Regions from separate parts of the Delphinus delphis genome. Here region 2 is linked to region 1. The links are chromatin contacts, called in public Hi-C maps. All regions are on one chromosome and are shown on one strand. The core of a region is the stretch at or near the end of the contact, and the rest is flanking DNA. Distances in the headings are between cores, read along the strand shown. Region 1 holds the start of UROD (uroporphyrinogen decarboxylase). Region 2 holds the start of MUTYH (mutY DNA glycosylase).

Evidence for each region. A called contact is a pair of places that touch in the nucleus more often than the background predicts.
Region 2: a contact with region 1 is called in a Hi-C map of lung, with 5 times the contacts expected there. The contact joins the promoter of MUTYH here to the promoter of UROD in region 1. A contact is called at or near these places in 3 of 3 Hi-C or Micro-C datasets (lung and muscle).

What each region holds. Positions count from the first base shown.
Region 1 is chr1:36,704,114-36,706,811 of mDelDel1.2, reverse strand. It overlaps UROD (uroporphyrinogen decarboxylase), which reads right to left and starts at 1,320. Exons shown (of 9, transcript XM_060021242.1): 1 at 1,203-1,320; 2 at 415-527; 3 at 215-294. The coding sequence starts at 1,222.
Region 2 is chr1:37,088,239-37,090,936 of mDelDel1.2, reverse strand. MUTYH (mutY DNA glycosylase) reads left to right here and starts at 1,356. Exons shown (of 17, transcript XM_060021276.1): 1 at 1,356-1,483. It overlaps TOE1 (target of EGR1, exonuclease), which reads right to left and starts at 1,311. Exons shown (of 8, transcript XM_060021288.1): 1 at 1,154-1,311; 2 at 279-421; 3 at 152-192; 4 at 1-6. The coding sequence starts at 1,205.

The DNA of each region.
Region 1 (2,698 bases), core at 71-2,570:
GGATAAGTGCTTATCTTGAGCCTTGACTGTCTTTTCCCTTTGTTACCCATTCAAGAATCAGATTTGAGCAGGTACCTGGGGTACAACAAGGATGTCGGAGAAGATGATGGCAGCATCCAGAGGGAAGCGACGCAGTGGCTATAGGGAACAGAAGACAGATTGCTAGGTGGCGAGCTGACAGCATAAATCTCTCCCTCTTTTGTGGACCCCTCACCTGCAGAGTAAGTTCACAGCAGGTCTCTGGGGAGCGACAGGTGCTGAAAAAGTCCTGGGCAGCCCGAGTTTCCCTAAACTCTGCAGACAAAAAAGGGAAAGCAGGGCTCAGCCTTGAGGAACCTCCAGAGCCCTCCTCTGCCCCTCAAAAACTTTTCACCCTCCAGAGTTTTACCTAGACTCCGAGGCCCTGACCCTGACCTGGTAAGTAGCGGCCTGCCTGCCGCATGCACCAAACAGGAGTGTAGTCTGTTTCTTCTCCCCAGGCTGCTCGCAGGAAGGTGTCATTCTTCAGCTCAGGAAAACCCTGAGGTCTGGAGATCAGGAGCGGGTAGGGTAGGTGTCAGTAAACCAGGCTGGGGGTTGGGCAGGGCTCGGGTTCTAAAGGCGGATACAGTCCAGCACAGCTATCTATCTTCTCCAGGCCAGCTACCAAGCTGTGACTCCCCGCCGATTCCACCTCCCCTCTATCAGGTGGTGTACAGGACTAGAAGGGCCGGTGCCGGGGCCTCTACCCTACACATAGTCGCAGCTTCCCCAGGCTCAAAGCCACTGGAGGGACTGGGAGAGAGTGTGTGTGCGGGGGGGTGGGGGGCGGGGGAAACGAAAGTCCAGTTAGGAGAGTTTGGGGGGTCTTTGGACCAAAAAATCTCAGGAACAAGGGTACCAGTGGGCTGGTTTGGGGGCTGGAAGATCTCCAGGCTGGGGGATGGTCATGGGGGGATCAGAGATGACAGTCCGAAAAAGGGATCTTAGTTGAGGATTAGGAAGTCCAGAGGGCATCTCCTAAATAAAGGTCTGGGGTACGCAGTCCAGCTAAGCGGTCCCTGGGATGAACATCTCAGGAATCCATGGTTGGAGGATTTGGGATTCCAGAGACTTGGGTTCTCCGGGGCTGGGGAAGAGGGGTATAGGGACAGATTCCTGAGCTCAAAGACTCAGGTCAGAAGCCCGTATGGCCACACTGCGTGGTGGCACAGAGAACTCACCCACACTCGTTCACCTCCATGATAAGTTGTCAGTAAACGCGAGCACAGCCCCAGCTGTAGCCTAATTCTGAGCCTGCCCCCTGCCCAGGCTCCGCCCCTTCCTGGAATGAGCCAAGGCTGTCGCCATGTTGAAAGTCACATGATCACACTCCAGAAATGGCTCCCGGGCTGCCCCGGCTGCTGCCCGTAGGACCCCCAGGTCTCTTCACCGTAAAGTCCTCTGTAGCGACGCAACAACAAACACCTCCCACAAAAGAACTTCGCTGTAACTATACTTCACGTGGGTGAGAAATTTGCTCTCCTCTGACGGCCTGGGAAACGCGGAAGACTCGTCCCAGGTCTCACTTTCACTCCCACTCTTAACGATTTTAACAATTTTATGCCTGGCCCAACCAGGCATATGGTGAATTATGGAACCAAGTTGTACAGGGAACTGAAATAATTAAATATTTATATTACCTAGAAAGAGGCGGGCACTACAATAGGTGCAGCGATTACAGTGGAGAACAAGACATTTCCTTCCTTTAAGGAGCTACAGACATGCGGATACAGAGAAGTCAGCAATCACAATAGTAAATGTTTTTTGTTTTGTTTTGTTTTGTTTTTTGCGGTACGCGGGCCTCTCACTGTTGCGGCCTCTCCCGTTGCGGAGCACAGGCTCCGGACGCGCAGACTCAGCGTCCCTGGCTCACGGGCCCAGCCGCTCCGCGGCATGTGGGATCTTCCCAGACCAGGGCACGAACCCATGTCCCCTGCAGCGGCAGGCAACTCTCAACCACTGCGCCACCAGGGAAGCCCTCAATAGTAAATGCTTTAAAGGGAAAGAGCTAGAAGCAAGTAGCAAGGGCTCCATTTAACTGGGGAAAGCAGTGGGGTATTCCAAGCAGAGGGAACGGCATGTGTAAAGAGCAGACGAAAAAGAGCAAATGGCTTAATGGGAAACAAGAGCAAGCTGGTGGAATTAAAGATGCTGGAGCTGTCTACAGAGTCCAGGTCATGCAGGCCTTTGTTAAGCGCATTTGTTCACTTTATCTTGTAGTAGTGTAATAGCATACAAATAGCTTGGAGAGAAGGGAAAAGAGGCACTGTGTTCCCAACTTATTAAGGAGAAATAAATGGAAAACTGTCATAATTACATGGGATCATTTCTTTCTTTCTTGATAACTTCAATTATTTGAAAACTATATCAAAACAAACTTTCCACCCAAGTGTCCATCAACGAACAGATAAACAAAATGTAGTGTGTGTGTGTGTGTGTGTGTGTGTATATACACAATGGAATATTACTCAGCCATAAAAATAAATTATTGTGATACATGCTACAACATCGTTGTAACATGCTAAGTTAAATAAGACAGACACAAAAGGACAAATACTGTGTGGTTCCACTTATATGAAATATCTATAATAGGCAAATTCAGAGGCAGAAAGTAGAGTAGAGTTTACCAGGGACTGGGGAGTGGGGGCAATGAGGAGTCATTGCTTAAATGGTACAG
Region 2 (2,698 bases), core at 107-2,606, 380 kb before region 1:
ATGCACCTTGGGGTTGGGTTTGGGGGTGGCTGTGGCTGGGAGTTAGCTTCATGAAAGACCCAAACCACCCAGGACTGTGACCTCCACTACAGGGTTGAGGTCTGCCCCTCCTTCCAAGGCTAGGACTAAAGAGATCAGGGCTTATACTTACTGGTTCAGCAAACTCTTCCTGTCCCCAAGCCCACTCAGTTCCTATGGCGCAGTAAAGGGAGAGTTGTGTTAGGTCCACAGTATCAGCCCTTTCACAACCACCTGCTCTCCCAACTCCCAACTCTCACCGTGTCCACAGCCACAAAGCTAGCCGTCTTTATGGCCAGCAGGAGGGATGGCCACATCTCCTTGAAGTTGTCACTTTGCACATCCACCACGGGAACCTGGACTACTAGCTCCTCCCCAGATTTTGTGCTTTGGCTGGCACCACCTGGGGATAAGGAGGGTGACGGATGTTAATGCTCAGGCAAGGGCCTAAGAAAAAAGATACCAAGCTAGGCCATGGCTGGGGGCAGGGGCAGTTTCCTTCAAGGCAAGAAATGGCAGCTTTCTCCTCAAGCGTATCACATATGCTCTATACACAGGCCTTGGAGTGAACAGTGTCCTGAATTTGGGGAGAGAAAGCCTGGGTCTTCCAGTGGCTTATGTGAGACTCTGGGAAAATTTCTTCCCCCTCAGCATCAAAACCTGTAAAAGAGGAAGGTAGGACTAGATGATCTGTGAGGTTCCTTTTCCTCACATCCTGCAGGAAATAGTTTGCAAGGCTTGATGATTTCAGCCCCTTTACTATCTCAAAGGCTCTATACTACTGTTCATGGCCACAAGCGGCGGCAGTAGCCAGTATGCCCCAGAGCCTGATAAATAACGCCCCAACACGTCCCACTTCCTGTGGACCACAACTCCCAACCTCCCTAACTTAACAGAGCCATGAACTCCAGACTACATCTCCCGACATGCCCCCACATGCCCTGCGCCCAAGACTCTAGGCTTTTGCAGGCGGAACTGTGGTGCACACCGGGACTTGTAGTCTCCTCGTGGCTGGTTCAGAAAGAAGGCGCTATTCCTCTGAAACTTGAGATCGGTTTCTTAGAACTACGAGCCCGAGACCCTCCCCCCACCGGACCGCACAGGCTTTTAAAGCGGCCCCTGGGAAGCCACTCACCGTCAGAGACGGCTGGAGCTGAGGCTGCGCCATCGTCACCGTCGGCGGCCATGACACCGAGGTCCCTCGCTTGTATAGTCAGTGTGCACGCGGGACTTCCTCTTCGTCTCCTCACTCCGCTCCTGCAGTCGGGGACGGGGCGGAGCTTCACCCCCGGAGTCGCCGACCGGTCGGACTTCCGTTCAGACCTCCCGGGTCTGGCGCGGTGGAGCCAGCCTGGCGCGCGCTAGGAGCCTATTGGCTGGCGTGGGCCGGTTCACCGCCCGGATTGGCCGGAGCCACGCCCCCTGGAGTTCGTCTGGGAGCTGGGCGCTGGAGATCGCGCAGGAGGTAATTTTTTCTCTGCGTACAACGCAATTGGAACGTGGGCCTTCGCGTTACCCTGTCTTCATCGATTCGGCCCCGGGGTGGGGATCCCCAGAGGATGTGGCGCTGCCTGAGCTAAGCTTAAAGCACGCGTAGGAGTTATACAAAGACTGGGGAGTGTAGGGGAAGGAAGGATATTTGGGAAGGGGCAAGCTGCCAGGGAGGGTGGGGAGCTCACGGCGTTCCAGGAAGTGAAAGAAGCCGGGACGGAGACAGGAGATGAGGCTGCGGAGGTTGAGAGCGACCGGCTAGCAGGAACACTTTTGAAACAATCCGTGCGCGTGGTAATAAGGATTTGAATTAAGCCTCCGGTAGGGACAGATTGTAAGTAATTAGGAGATATAGTTGACCTTGAGGGGTTTTGGACATGATTCCTGCTACCGTGAGTGTTGTCCCTACCGTAGACTAGCCCTTTCCCAAGGGCTCTGCTTCCCACCAAGGACTCTCAACCCTTTATCTCTTTGATTATTTGCTGTTTCCAGTCCATCTTCAACCTTTCTCTCGAGTCTTTTCATTATTCTGAATTGTTTGGATTTTTCCCATTCTGGAAAAAGGGGAACCTCCTTTTACTCTACCCCATCCCAAATTAGTTTAACAAGTATTATATACAATTTGCCTGGCACCGTGCTCGGCTCTGGGGACACAACAGCCAACAAAAGATACCCAGTCCTAGCTTATATGGAGTTTTACAGTTAAGTGGGGGAAGCAGACACTGATCAAAGAATCACAAATAAACATGGAATTAAAATTGGTATAAGAGCAACAATGGAGAAGTACACAAGAGGGTAAGACTGGGGGGGATCTGATTTGGACATTTAAGTCAAGACCTGAAAAATGACTAACTGTTAGGTAAAACATAGAAGAGCTCTTCAAGCAGAGGAAATGGACTGGGTGAGGCCTCAAGGAGGACAGACACTTGGGGATTTTGAACCAACTATTTCAGGACAACATAGTTGTTCCGTAGTGAGCGAGGGGGATGGGGCTTGTTGGAGCCTACAAAGCTTATATTAAGAGGATTGGCTTTTAAGAGAAATGGGTGTGACAGCCAAAGCCCTCTCCAGTGGCCTACAAGGTACTTGTAGTCCTGGGCTCTCCACTTTCTTTACCTCTCTGACCTCATCAACTCCTCACCCTTTCCTCATTCCATTCTAACCATGCTGGCTTCCTCATTGTTCTACA